Linked DNA regions of Sus scrofa: region 1 is linked to region 2. A link is a contact called in public Hi-C data. All regions are on one chromosome and are shown on one strand. Each heading gives the region's core, a stretch centred on a gene start, on an enhancer-like site or on the middle of the called end of the contact. The rest is flanking DNA. Distances are from core to core; before and after follow the strand shown.

Evidence for each region. A called contact is a pair of places that touch in the nucleus more often than the background predicts.
Region 1: a contact with region 2 is called in a Hi-C map of retroperitoneal adipose tissue, with 2.4 times the contacts expected there. The contact joins the enhancer-like site here to the promoter of LOC110256158 in region 2. A contact is called at or near these places in 14 of 47 Hi-C or Micro-C datasets (adipocytes, alveolar macrophages, embryonic fibroblasts and 8 more) and 1 of 2 datasets of contacts at active chromatin or transcription factors (skeletal muscle).

The regions. Positions count from the first base shown.
Region 1 is chr12:11,298,001-11,305,284 of Sscrofa11.1, reverse strand. The region is part of intron 35 of ABCA6 (ATP-binding cassette sub-family A member 6); the gene reads right to left. It overlaps LOC100520216 (ATP-binding cassette sub-family A member 9), which reads right to left. Exons shown (of 39, transcript XM_021068115.1): 3 at 1,499-1,600. The coding sequence starts at 1,594. Among named protein-coding and RNA genes, the nearest start is that of ABCA6, 77 kb to the right of the region's middle. Within about 2 kb of position 2,019, at least 16 of the 83 cell types and tissues checked have an H3K27ac peak or open chromatin away from gene starts, as enhancers often do. A contact at or near this core is called in mesenteric adipose tissue, retroperitoneal adipose tissue, skeletal muscle and 1 more, where this site is marked.
Region 2 is chr12:11,158,840-11,166,098 of Sscrofa11.1, reverse strand. It overlaps LOC110256158 (vegetative cell wall protein gp1-like), which reads right to left and starts at 2,298. Exons shown (of 1, transcript XM_021068073.1): 1 at 970-2,298. The coding sequence starts at 2,298. The coding sequence ends at 970. LOC100626206 (ATP-binding cassette sub-family A member 10) reads right to left here and starts at 913. Exons shown (of 34, transcript XM_021068074.1): 1 at 192-913. The coding sequence starts at 287.

The DNA.
Region 1 (7,284 bases), core at 770-3,269, 140 kb before region 2:
AGTATTGATTTTATTCACTAGATGATCTTATTTTAGCTATATATGTTGGTCTATTTTTATACCTATATCTATCTAGGTAAATACAATGACAGATATAGTACTTATACTGAAAAGAGATGAAAGGTTAGAAATAAAACATCTTTATAGTGTAGAATCCAACATTTATATTTATATAATCTTTGCTCCACACAGGGATTTTTGTATGCTTTTTTCACTGCCAATCTAAGCACTCAGTGCATATTTGTTGAAAGAACACACAAACACACACACACATACATGCACACAATGCTCAGAAATTGAAATGTTCAGAAACAGAGGCAAAGATTTTGAAACCAAATTTATGGTTACCAAAGGGGAAACGTGCCTGAGGGGAGCTAAATTAGAGGGTTGGGGTTGACATATACACACTACTATATACAAAATAGATAGGTACCAAGGACCTACTGCATAGCACAGGGTAATGTACTTAATACTGTGTGATAACCTATGTGGAAAAAGAATCTGAAAAGAAATGGATATATGTATAACTGATTTACTTTGCCGTATACCTGAAATTAACACAACTTTGTAAGTCAACTAAACTCCAATAAAATTTATTTTAAGAAAGGAAATGAAATGTTAATGTATCAACTCCTGAACTGGGGTATTTTACAAGTGATTTTAACTTATTACATTTTTCTGAATTTACTAAATTTTCTACTCAAATAACATGTAATCATTCTTATGATCAGAAGAAGCTTAGTAGAAGCAAAAGTTCAAAATGCCATTTTCTTTTCCTGTTTGTTTATAGGCTCATTAATTCTTTCAAACTGACGTCATCTCTCTCCAGTGTGGAAGTGCTACAATTTGTCTTTTGAGTGTTTTTAAAAAAAGTGTTTACTCTCTGGATTAAATCTTGCCCTTTTCTTTGTCTTCACTCCTAAACTTCTGTACTTATTCCTTTATGAGACTCAAGTGAGTTCAGATGTTAATTGTTATGCCTGCAGTATAAAAATGTGGTTTTATTTCTCCAGGAGTTTCTGAATATGAATTCTTTACCAAATGTCTGCAGTAACACATGTCTCAATGACATATTTCAAAGGAATCTTTTTTTTTTTTTTCTTTTTTCGGCCTGATCTGTGCATTTAAAAGTTCCCAGGCTAGAAGTCAAATCAGAGCTGCAGTTGCTGGCCTATGCCACAGCCACAGCAACAAGGATCTGAGCCACATTTGCGACCTATGCCGCAGCTTGTGGCAATGCCAGATCCTTAACCTACGCAAGGTCAGGGATGGAACGCACATCCTCATGGAGATAATGTCAAGTTCTTAGCCCATTGAGCCTCAACAGGAACTCCTAAAGGGATCTTATTTGAAGTAACAGCAGAGTCTAGAATTCGAAAAAAATCCAGCCTGCTAGCCAGCTGTAGAATATATATGACACATTAAATAATGACTGTGCTGCCCAAGAAAATCCTTTTTCCTCTTCTAAACATGAGAAGACATCAACTCTGAACCATACCAACAAGGTCTCTCTTTTCATCCTCCATTTCTTAAGAAAATTCTTGCAGAGAAGGGCCCACGTTTGCCGACCCACACTGATGTGCCTCTTGCTCATTCTGACCTGTTTATTTTAAAAAGAGAAAGTAAAGGAAGTAAATGCGAAGGTCCGAAATAGAAAACATTATGCAATCCAACCCAAAAGAAACATCGTAGCAGCTGTTTCCAATTGCGTGCAAAGGAAGGAGCCAAAAAGCTGAAAAACACACGAAGGGATATTCGAGCACAGGACTGAAGGAAACAAAAATTAAAACAATTAGGAGATACAGACAATTCATACTGACCCTTCACTGGATTGAAAAGATTATGGAGAATTTAAGAGAGTCAAGGGTTGTTGTTCCATCACTTAGCATTGGTAAATTTTCTCCTGGGGAAAAAGGAATTTTATGTACTGCTGGTGGGACAGACTCACCCATTTTGGTAATTTGTCACCAGTTCATTACTATTTAGCAATATCCTGCTGTCAATCAGTTCTGCTTCTGGGTACATCTGGGTATGTATGCCAAGGAAATTCCCACACATGTCCATGAAGGCACCCGTACAAGGATGCTCTTCATGATGTAAAAGATTGTGGTGCAGTGTCATGGAAGGAATTTTATTTTATTTATTTTTTGTCTTTTTGGGCCACACCCATGGCATATGGAGGTTCCCAGGCTAGGGGTCCAATCAGAGCTGTAGCTGCTGGGCTAAACCACAGCCACAGTGATGCCAGATCCAAGTCGCATCTGTGACCTACAGCATAGCTCACGGCAAGGCCAGATCCCTGGCCCACTGAGCAAAGCCAGGGATGGAACTTGCATCATTGAGCCACAACAGGAATGCCACAGAACAAATTTTAATGGATACAGTCCAGAGAGTACAGTGTAGGATTCTGAAGCAATGGATTCACACCCACCCATCAACAAGAAGAGATCTTAAGGGAGTTCTTGTCGTGGCACAGTGGTTAACAAATGCGACTAGGAACCATGAGGTTGGGGGTTCGATCCCTGGCCTCACTCAGTGGGTTAAGGATCTGGAGTTGCCGTGAGCTGTGGTGTAGGTCGCAGATGCAGATGCGGCTTGGATCCCGTGTTGCTGTAGCAGTGGTATAGGCCGGTGGCTACAGCTTCGATTAAACCCCTAGCCTGGGAACCTCCATGTGCCGCAGGAAGCGGCCCTAGAAAAGGCAAAAAGACAAAAAAAAAAAAAAAAAAAAAAAAAGAAGAGATCTTAAAAACATACTGGCAATTTTTTAAAAATTGAAAAGGTTGAGAGTAATACCACAATATCATTTATATTAATTAATACTGCATACAATACAGAGTTTTCAAGAACATCCAGGAAATAAAGGATTTCCATCAAGTATGATGCAAAGGTGACCAGTTGAACATACATCAAACATACATAACAGCTCCTACAACTCCATATCAAAAACACCCAACCTAATGACAAAGGAGGCAGAGGACCTGAACAGACATTTTTCCAAAGAGGAAATGCAGATGGTCCACAAGGCACACAGAAAGATGCTCCACACCCCTAATCATCACGGAAATACAAAGTAAACCTACAATGCGATACCACCTTACGCAGGTCAGAATGGCCATCATCAAAAAGAACACAAATACAGATGTGGGCGAGGATGTGAAAACAGGGAAACCTAGTACACTGTCGGTGGGAATGTAAATTGGTGCAGCCACCAGGCAAAAGAGTATGAAGGTCTCGCAAAAAACTAAAAATAGAGCTATCATATGACCTAAAAGTTCCACGCTTGGGTATACACCAAAAAAAAAAAAAACCCAAACTATTAATTTGAAAAGATAAGGCCCCTCAATGTTCATAGCAGTATTATTCACAATTTCTAAGGTATGAAAGCAGCCTCAGTGACTGTCAACAGATGAATGGTTTTTAAAAAATGAAGATCCCATGTGGCTCAGAGGGTTAAGGATCTGGCATTGTCCCTCAGTAGCCTGGGTTGCTGCTGTGGCTTGGGTTTGATCCCTGGCCCCGGAACTTCCACCTGCTGCAGGGCTGCAGGCATGGCCAAAAAAAAAAAAAAAAAAAAAAAAAAAAAGAGAGAGAGAGAGGAGAGAGAGAGAGAGGAACGGATAAAGATATAGTATATATGCACAATGGGATATCAGCCATAAAAAAGAAAGAAATTTTTCCATTTGCAGCAACACAGATGGACTTGGAGCGTATTATGTTAAGTGAAATAAGTCAGAGAAAGACAAATACTATATGATATCACCTGTATGTGGAATCTAAAAAATACAACAAACTGGCGAATAAAACAACAACAACAAAAGGAGCCTCACAGATGTGGAGAACAAATCAGTGGTTACCAGTAAGAAAAGGGCTGAGGGGAGGGCAACACAGGGGTAGGTAGCGGGAAAAGTGTCATTGTGGGATTATATGAAATCATGTCTGTAAAACTTTGGAAAATTGTAACGCACTCTAGAATTTAAAGAATCTTTTACTCAATTTTTAAAAAATGATGACTAGTGGCAATGGGAATTGGAATCAAGGTGGAGTATGACATGGGTGTTGTAAATTCAAGAAAGTAAATAACCAAAACAAGAGAGATGCTTTCTTTGACCCAATCATTCTGTGTGCCAAGAACCCAAAAAGATGAACTCAATCTTTATCAATTTTTTATATGTAATAAGTCCAAAAAAGTCCCAAGCCAACCATGAAAACAACAACAAACCCAATAGCAAAACACCCAACCACTAAAACAACCACCACCACAAACCCAATAGCAACAAACCCGAAGGCAAGTAGATAGAAAATCTCATGAAATTTTAGAGAATTTTACACTGTTCATTAATAAGGCTGAAACAGAGCTAGGAAGTGGTATGAACATAGGACATCAGAAAGAAAACAACATTAACTATATTCAGTGATGATTTTCTATGTTCTAGGTAGTTCTGAGTGTTTTATAAAACTTAATTAGTTTAAGCCTCCCAATAAACCTCTGGGATATTATCCTCCCTGTTTTACAGAGGAAGAAATTGAGGTACAGAAAGGCAAAGTGGCTCATCGAACACAGCTCAGGGTGGTACAACCCAGGTAGCCAAGTTTTGGGGGCCTCCCTCTCAACCAGTGGGTCAAGGGATCAATTCTCCCTTCAGAGCAAGATCAGAGATGCTACCAGCATCGAGCAGTGCGGGGAGGACCCTAAGGAGGGTTCCCTCTAGCGATTTATTCACAGGCTTCATTGTGTGCAGTTGTTATCAGGGACCCCCACGTGCTAGAACATAAGGAAAGCTAGATTACCCTCAAGAGCCAAAGAAAATACAAAATTTTTAAAGAGAAAACATCATTACAACATACAGAAGAAAAGCGTTAAAACCTTCCACATAATGACTATAACAAAATTCAAGAAGACAAAAAATGGAATGGAAATGAAAAGCAAATAATGTCCTTAAAATTCCCATTGAAGTCAGTCTAGAACAAAACATCTTCCACGATACAGAGAAAAATGTTGTAATCGTCCCAAATTTTCAAAGAAAATTAAAATGCACTTGAAAACAACGTGGGACAGACATAGAGAACAACAGACTTGTGGTTGTCAAGTGGGAGGGGAGAGCGAGTGGGGTGGATAAGGAATGTGGGGTTAGTGGATACAAACTATTACATTTAGAATGGATAAGCAATGAGGTCCTGCTGTACAGCACAGGGAACTCGATCCAGCCTCTTGGGATAGAGTATGATGGAAAATGATATAAGAAAAGGAATGCATATACATATGTATGACTTGGGTCACTTTGCTGTATAGCAGAAATTGGCACGACATTGTAAATCAACTGTACTTTAACTGGGAATTCCCATCGTGGCTCAGGGGTAATGAACCCGACTAGTATCCAGGAGGACACGTGCTAGATCCCTGGCTTCACTCAGTGGGTTAAGGATCTGGCATGGCCGTGAGCGGCGGTGTAGGTCGCAGGCATGGCTCAGATCCCACACTGCTGTGGCTGTAGCATAGGCTGGCAGCTGCAGCTCAGATTCATCCCCTAGCCTGAAAACGTCTATATGCCATGGGCGTGGCGCTTTAAAAAAAAAAAAAAGGCAACTATACTTTAATTAAAAAATGGAAAAAAACCAATGTGAGATAAAAGTACATGAAGTAGAGAAAAAGTATTTGGTAAAGAGATATTCAAAAAAGAAGAAAACAGTTGCAAGAAAATATATTGGAAATTCTCTCAAAAAAGTACTATGGAAATTAATTTTTCAGGGGAGTGGGAAGACATGCATATTTACAGGAAAGGCTCTCTGAGGACCAAATATAATGACAAAAAGTATTTCTTTTTAAATTAAAGGATCAAGGGAAAAGTCTATAAGAATCAAGTTGATGGGTAGGGTGGGATAGTTCAGAAGGGAGGGAATAAATAGTTTATAATGGAAAAAACGAATCTGATATCCTAAAAGGGGAAGTGAAAAGTTGATTTCTTCAATTCCCTTGGAAAAATTTACCAAAACAGGCAAAAATAAAGAGCACTGAAGAAATACCCATTTGTGATAAAACTAGACTTTGATTTAACCTCAAGCCTTATACACCTTCTCCCACCTCCCAAAAAAGTCACCCAAATTATTAAAATTCACCTCCAATTAAGGAAAACACACAAATGGGTTTTTCAACTCTGCTGACCAACATGTACATATTAATCTAAAATAGATTGAGCAAGTTAATTCAATCTGCAACTATGCAGAAAGCACTGAAACCCACACAATATTCCTTCACTTGAAATGCCCTGTAGTGCCAAAGGTCAAGACAGACCCACAGGGTCTGATTTCATCTCACAGAAGGTCAGGGAGGTTTGGGGGGAAAGAGATGTGCATGGGTATGATATCTCTGTTTTCTTCAAGTCCAAGGCTGAGATACAAAAGAATGTTAAACACCTTTACACCAATGGCAGAAACAACAATAACCTAAACATAGTTAAAATCATATTCGCCATGGTGCTTGCAAAAACAAAAAGACACTGTGTGCAAGGAGCACACAAGCCCGTGAGGGGCAGAAAAAGAACCATTCTGGCAGCTTTCAAGCATCCTCATCTAAATGTGGGCAGAGAAGGTGAGTCTACTAGAAAGGGTATTTGCAAGGATGAGGGGAAAAAAAAAATCAACCCATAAATGATAGTATTATAGGCAGGATGGAATCTGAAAGAACACAAAATGCAAAAGAAAAAAAAAAAGTAGCCGAAATAATGTTTCCTTCCCTCTACAGCCACGTTGGATTCCTTGCCCCCTGGGCCCCCATAAAAAAGCGAACGTGTAAAAGGACCTGAAAAACAGAACAGACTTGAAGCTCTGAGTATTCCGTCTTCCTGTGATGCCTAGATTCTGAAGCCTTGCCTGAAGGATCCCTACTGAAGAGGGATGGAAACCACATCTCTGCCTCTTCCATTATTTGACCATTCCAGCTACTAGGTTCATGGCCTAAAATCCAAATCTTACCCACGGGGCAGGAACCAAGCCACGGACGTGCTGGCCCATGCTGGTGCTCAGCAGGTGGGGCACTGCCAGGGGTTTATTTCAGGGAACGCTGAGATCCTACCAACAAGGCAAGAATAATTGAAAGGCAAGGAATAACTGAAGAGGAACATGGCAGGCAGGAAAAAAAAAAAAAAAAAAGTCCTGTTCTAACCCTGAAATTGGCAAATCTATTACATTACAGGGCAAAGGAGAATTAAGGTAGCAGCTGACTGTCAGGTTACTAGACGAATGACTTAATTTTTTTAAAAAATTTATTGTATTAAAGTATAGTTG
Region 2 (7,259 bases), core at 1,049-3,548:
CCTTTAGTTAATTTCACCTTTTGCCATAATCTTTAACCTATTCTGCAATATTTGCCAAGTACTATATTGAGAACCCCAAATCAACGAGCCCGTAGAATTTGTGAACATAAAAAAGCAAGAAAAATGGCATAATATGAAATAGTAGATTTTCATTCACTAAATAGGGAAAACTATATATTTGCAGACCACACCAATAAGCTTTCTTTCTTCATCCTCCATTTTTTAAGAAGATTCTTGTAGAGAAGGGCCTGAGTTTGTTGACACACACTTATCTCCTTTTTAATCATTCTGTCCTGTTCATTGAGAGAGATGAAAAGTAAATACTGTGGACCAATAATGAGGTGAGAAAAAGACACACCACCCCCCAGAAAAAAAAATTCCAGTTACAAAAAAGCTTCTGAACACTTTGAAAACAGAGTCCCGGATGTCTTCACTGGAAGCAAAGTAACACACATTCACGAGGGGTTTTTTTGGTTTAAAAGCAGGAAGTATTAATGAGTGCACACTGTCCTGCCAGCTCAGCCTCCTCTCCAGGCTCTCTGGTTACGACACAGATGAGGGCTACGGGGTGAGAGGTCTCTTCCCTCTTGTCTCAAAAGTAAGCTTTTCTGCCAAATCTTGACCTGATAACAATCTCAAGTCAGTCAGAGAATGAGACGTCAGAATAATATTTAGAATCCAGTTGTCCCTTAGTTTAAAAAAAAATAAATAAGTACTCCAGGAATAAGAACCAGCTCTGGGTTTCTGTTATTCAGAGGTTTGCCACACTGGTCTGCCCTTGGAACGGCAGGCTTCTGCGTGCCTATGTGATGGCGTCTAGGAAACCACTGAGGAAAGGAAAGCTGAATCATATGACAGTCATTCCTAAAATCCCAAAGACCTCCTATCTCGCCTTGAAACTCACGGGTGGCCTTTTAGGAGGCAGAGAGGTAAGATGCCTGCAGATGGAAATCGAAATCGAAGTCCTCGTTAGCTAGGATGCCTGGAGTGACTCGGGTGTGCAGGGTCTGCTGGAGTGACTGGGGTGCGCATGTCTGCTGGAGTGACTCGGGTGTGCAGGGTCTGCCGGAGTGACTCGGGTGCGCAGGGTCTGCCGGAGGGACTGGGGTGCGCAGGGTCTGCCGGAGTGACTGGGGTGCGCAGGGTCTGCTGGAGCGACTCGGGTGTGCAGGGTCTGCCGGAGTGACCGGGGTGCGCAGGGTCTGCTGGAGCGACTCGGGTGTGCAGGGTCTGCCGGAGGGACTGGGGTGCGCAGGGTCTGCCGGAGTGACTCGGGTGCGCAGGGTCTGCCGGAGGGACTGGGGTGCGCAGGGTCTGCCGGAGGGACTGGGGTGCGCAGGGTCTGCCGGAGTGACTGGGGTGCGCAGGGTCTGCCGGAGTGACTCGGGTGTGCAGGGTCTGCCGGAGGGACCGGGGTGCGCAGGGTCTGCCGGAGGGACCGGGGTGCGCAGGGTCTGCCGGAGTGACTCGGGTGCGCAGGGTCTGCCGGAGGGACTGGGGTGTGCAGGGTCTGCCGGAGGGACTCGGGTGTGCAGGGTCTGCCGGAGTGACTCGGGTGCGCAGGGTCTGCCGGAGTGACCGGGGTGCGCAGGGTCTGCCGGAGTGACCGGGGTGCGCAGGGTCTGCCGGAGTGACCGGGGTGCGCAGGGTCTGCCGGAGTGACCGGGGTGCGCAGGGTCTGCCGGAGGGACTCGGGTGTGCAGGGTCTGCTGGAGTGACCGGGGTGCGCAGGGTCTGCCGGAGTGACCGGGGTGCGCAGGGTCTGCTGGAGGGACTCGGGTGTGCAGGGTCTGCTGGAGTGACCGGGGTGCGCAGGGTCTGCCGGAGTGACCGGGGTGCGCAGGGTCTGCTGGAGGGACTCGGGTGTGCAGGGTCTGCTGGAGTGACCGGGGTGCGCAGGGTCTGCCGGAGTGACCGGGGTGCGCAGGGTCTGCCGGAGGGACTGGGGTGCGCAGGGTCTGCCGGAGGGACTGGGGTGCGCAGGGTCTGCCGGAGGGACTGGGGTGCGCAGGGTCTGCTGGAGTGACTGGGGTGCGCATGTCTGCTGGAGTGACTCGGGTGCGCAGGGTCTGCTGGAGGGACTCGGGTGTGCAGGGTCTGCTGGAGTGACTGGGGTGCGCAGGGTCTGCTGGAGTGACTGGGGTGCGCAGGGTCTGCCGGAGGGACTGGGGTGCGCAGGGTCTGCTGGAGTGACTCGGGTGCGCAGGGTCTGCTGGAGTGATTGGGGTGTGCACCTGACGGATAACGGGGCTGCTTCTGCGTTTTCAACTTGAAATCCTGGAGGCGGTCTTTCGGCATCACAGCACTGGTGACTGAAATTCATGCGTATCAGTGCTGATGTTCTATACAAATTACAATGTTTAGAGAACTGACTAGACGTCTCCTTTTTTGATGAAAGGTAAAGCCATCTCAGTTCTCCCCTGAGAGTTTCTAAGGGGAAACACCCATCTCCGTGTTAAGGGCTGGAGGGGGTCCATCAAAGACTTTTTCAAAGAAGAAAGAAAGCACAGGAAGAAACAACTTGTCCTAAAGCCTACACTTTCCCCAAAAGTAAAACCCTGCGAATTCTTGAAAAGGCTGTTCAGAGACGCGTAAACCTGACACACAAAAATATTAATAATATTTAGGCACGCTTCTGAGTCTATCTTCCCTTTGACGACCGCACTAAAATACGCTTTTACCACGTTTAAAAAATTAAACCGCTCAGGAAACAGGGTGATTTAGAACCATCAGAACAATGTAACTGCAACACTGTCCATCAAGAGGTCTGGCCTGAGCTGGGTCCTTTGCGCCTTAATTACGTGATGCCGAATGAAAGGTAAAAACAAACTTGGACTTACTGTCAGGAAAACCAGAGGGAGGAACTTAGAAGCACCTTTGAGTCACTGGTCTCTTTCTGTCCAGAAGAGTGGTTCTGTCTGGCCCCTCTTAAAGCTGCTTTCATTCAGTTTGGCTTCTGAAAACAGGCCATGGTGTGTGCGTAAAACGCCTGCCAAACTCATTCTTCACTTGGTAAGATGTTTTCTTCCCAAGTTGTTCCACGGGAGGGTGCTGCTAAGGGCGGTTGGCTATGCATGTCACGTGGTATTTGTTTACTGGTGTTTGTTTAGTGCTCCATCTTCCTGGCATATGCAAAAAGTGATCAGCTTCAAGAAGGAAGAGGGGGGGAAAAAACGGTCCTGAACAAGTCTATATTAACTTTGAATGATTAAAAATTCAACTGCCAAGCAAAAAATGGGCAGATTAGAAAGAAAGGAAATTGAACAGAAAGAGGGAAAATGAGGATCTCAGAAATCAGAATAATTTATACGAGAAAACCTTACCAAAGACTTGACTTGACTTCAATGAAATCGTTCTTTGTACTCACCGACGCCTATGTGCTAGAAAGGACGCTAAGGGTCTGAACTGAACTATTTCATTTACACGCAGAGCAAACCTTTGACACTGGTGCTATATTTGCACACGTTTTACAGATTTAAAAATCAAGACTTAAAGGTGAAGTTATTTGCAGAAGCTCAAGTAAAGGCAGAGACACTCTTCTGGACTCCAAGCCCCCTCACTCTTAGCTACCACTGTGAAAATTATGCTAATAAAAACAAAGATATTTAACACCAATTTTAATAGATTAATCACTTAGACTAGATGGGCAGAATGCTTTTTTTTTTTTTAGCTACATATATTGGACAGTCTCAGAATTATAAACAACCCCTGTTCACCAACCCAGAAAATCTCCTTCCATGATTTTAACTGTAATCAATACATTTCTTGGGATATGGACACAAGTTAATAAGCACTCGTGAAAGGGAAGGGCAGAGAGAGAGTGAAGGACTCTGGTGACTATTCATGCCGTCACTGCTTTCTCGAAGAACACAGAAATAAGTATTTCCATTTACTTTATGTTCCCTCCTGTTTTTCATCACATTTCTCTTCTTGTTTCCTAGTTATTACTAGAAGTAAAATTCATGAACTGGAAAACTCCAAATATTTAACCTGGTCCTGATCCCAGACATTAATGAGAATATTTATTTTAACAGGTAGGAAAAAAAAAAAACAACTAAAATCACATCATAGGGAGTTCCCGTCGTGGTTCAGTGGAAACGAATCTGACTAGCATCCATGAGGACAGAGGTTCAATCCCTGGCCTCGCTCCGTGGCTGTGGTGTAGGTTGCAGACACAGCTCGAATCTAGTGTAGCTGTGGCTGTGGTGTAGGCCGGAGGCTACGGTTCCAGTTTGACCCCTAGCCTGGGACCTTCCATGTGCTGTGGGCGCGGCCCTAAAAAGACAAAAAATAAAAAATAAAATAAAATAAAATTGTATCGTAATACACACATACACTTTCTCAGAAACAAAACTGAAAGAATCCTGGTCCGTTTCCATAGTTTCAGGGATGGCAGTCTCCAAAATGGTGCAAGGAAGTGCTTATAGGATTAGGAGTCTGAGACCCACATTCCAAAGTGTCACTCACGGGCGAAGTGCTTTGGACATGTGACTGTTGCACATTTCCCACAGGGCTGGACCTTTTCTGTTCCAGGACTCTGTACTCTGAGAACAGGGCCGCTCTTCTGCAGGGTCCCAATGCTGAAATCCTCCAAAGTTGGATTTCTGGGTGACCGTGCTCCCTGACGTCAACCCAGCCTTCTTCAGCACACCTCTCACAGGTCTATATTCTTTTTATATTTTTTTCATTGGATCTTTTTGGGGGCTTTTATTTTTTTTTAATTGAAGTGCAGTTGATTTACAATATTGTGTTGGTTTCAGATGTACAGGAAAGGGGTTCGGTTATTTTTCTTTTCTGATTCTTGGACATTAGCGGTTATGACAAGATACTGAATATGGTGCCCTGGGCTGTACAGTAAATCCTTGTCACTTTTTTCTTTATATAGACTTGTGCCTGTGTGTTAATCCCGTCTTCCTAATTAATCCCCCAGCTCTTGCCTTCCTCTTTAGTTACCTCTTTTTCTCTATATCTGTGAGTCTGTTTCTGTTTTGTATATAGATTCATTTGTATTATTTTCTAGATTCCACATATAAGTGATATTACGTATTTGTCTTTGTCTGACGTCAGTGAAGTATAATATTCTCTAGGTCCATCGATGTTGCTGTGAATTTCGTCCTTTTTTTTTTTTTTTTTTTTTTTTGGTCTATTTGCTATTTCTTTGGGCCGCTCCCGCGGCATATGGAGGTTCCCAGGCTAGGGGTCGAATCGGAGCTGTAGCTGCCAGCCTACGCCAGAGCCACAGCAACGCGGGATCCGAGCCGCATCTGCAACCTACACCACAGCTCACGGCAACGCCAGATCCTTAACCCACTGAGCAAGGGCAGGGATCGAACCTGCAACCTCATGGTTCCTAGTCAGATTCGTTAACCACTGCGCCACGACGGGAACTCCCTTTTTTTTTTGTTTTTGTTTTTTTTTTTTGCGTCCTTACATTTTTTTGATAGCTGAGTGATATTCCATTGTGTATATGGACCACAACTTCTTTATCTGGCAATGAACACTGAGGTTGTTTTCAGGGCTCAGCTATTGTGACCAGGGTTGCTCTGAACATAGAAGTGCATGCATGTTTTCGAATTAGAGTTTTCATCTATTCCAGAGAGATGCCCTGGAGGGGAACGGCTGGATCCCATGTGGTAACTCTAGTTTTAGTTTCTAAAGGAACCTCTGTACTGGTCTTCACCGTGGCTTCACCAATTTACACCCCTGCCCACAACAGTGCGGGGGGGGGGGCTTTTCACAAATCTTTTTAATCTTCTCCTTAACCCTCTTATTCTCTGAGTCCCTAGCCCTACGTCTGCACTCTTGCCTTGTGCAGCTACATGACCAGTTTCACGAGGAATCAGAGCCCCCTGGGCTGCCCGCAGCTCCCAGCCCTCCGGGGGTAACTTCCAGAAAGAACGGGGCCCAGCCTGTCCACAACCCTGCTGCCCAGTCTCATCAGACATTACTTTATTGCCAAAAAAACAAAAACCAAAACCCAAAAACCACCACGCTAAAAGGTTTGGAATATTTGGAGAAACACCAGCTCGGGAGGCAGGGCCAGGCAGGGAGTAGACGCCGTGGGGACAACTGCGCAGGTGCCTCGAACTTTCCTGTGAAAAGCGCCTGTGTCTGTGCGGTTCCCACAAGCAGGTCTGCCTGGCCCTGCCTTTTCTGCTGGCTCGCAAGCTCTCCCAGTGCCAGGTGAAAGCTGCACCGGGCGCCCCAACACGAGGGCAGGGGGAGACGCAGGAAAGAGGCGAGCGTCCAAACCGAGTCGAAACCCGGCGGTGGAAGGTTCAAGAAGCAGGAAACTCACCGGCCAGGCTGGTCTTCCTCCAACGGGACCGAGACGTCTCAGCGCCTCCCGCCAGAACCTTCCACGTCCGCGTAGACGCCTTAAAGGGGTTCAGCCAGCGGGTGTTCCATCCAGACGGTCTCGACCACCCGCTCGAGGCGCGCCCTTGAAAATGGCCTTTCCCCGCGGGCACGCGGCGGGGGCGGGGCGGGGCGGGCGGCCTCCCGTCACCCCCAGCTCGCGGGGCAACCAGAGGTCACGTCCTCTCCATGACCCCTCCAACAAGGGCTGATTTTTGCATTTATAACTTAATTTGAAGTCACCTCTTAGTCATATTGGATTTTCCCTCCCGCAACATGGTGAAATTCTTTGGTTCGCTGTCTTTCCCAAAAAATGTATGTTTTACCCTAAAAGTCTTGCCCATCTTTTGCGAGGTTTTTTATTGCCGCACAGTGGTAGCGTTTCCATGATTAACCTAATAGGATTTATTTTGTAACATTTTCTAATTAATTGCTGCTTGTCTCTAGGAGCCGCAGTAATTTTGTATGTTATTTTGAACTCTGCCAAACTCTTATTTATCCTAATTGTACATGTTTGAATTTTCTAAACGACAGATTTATCTAAATAGATTGTTTTATGATTCCTGTTTTCTTAACAAGTCTCTGAATTTGAATCGCTGGGATAAACCCAACTTGTTCCCTCACCCTCTGAGGCTTTCATAATATCCCAATTATTTTCATGGTGCTGGTTTAATTATATCTTGTGTAGCTGGTGTTTCCTTATACAGTCTCTGCTTCCCCCCAATTTTTTTTTTCTACTTGGTCATTAATTATAAAGCTAAGTGATGCTCAGGTTTCTGACCTATAGAAACTGTGAACTGATGAATGTATGTTGTTTTTAAGACGCTACATTTGGGGACAATTTGTTATGCAAAAGTAGACAACTAATGCCCCCTTCTATTTCTCTGTAATGCCCAACACAC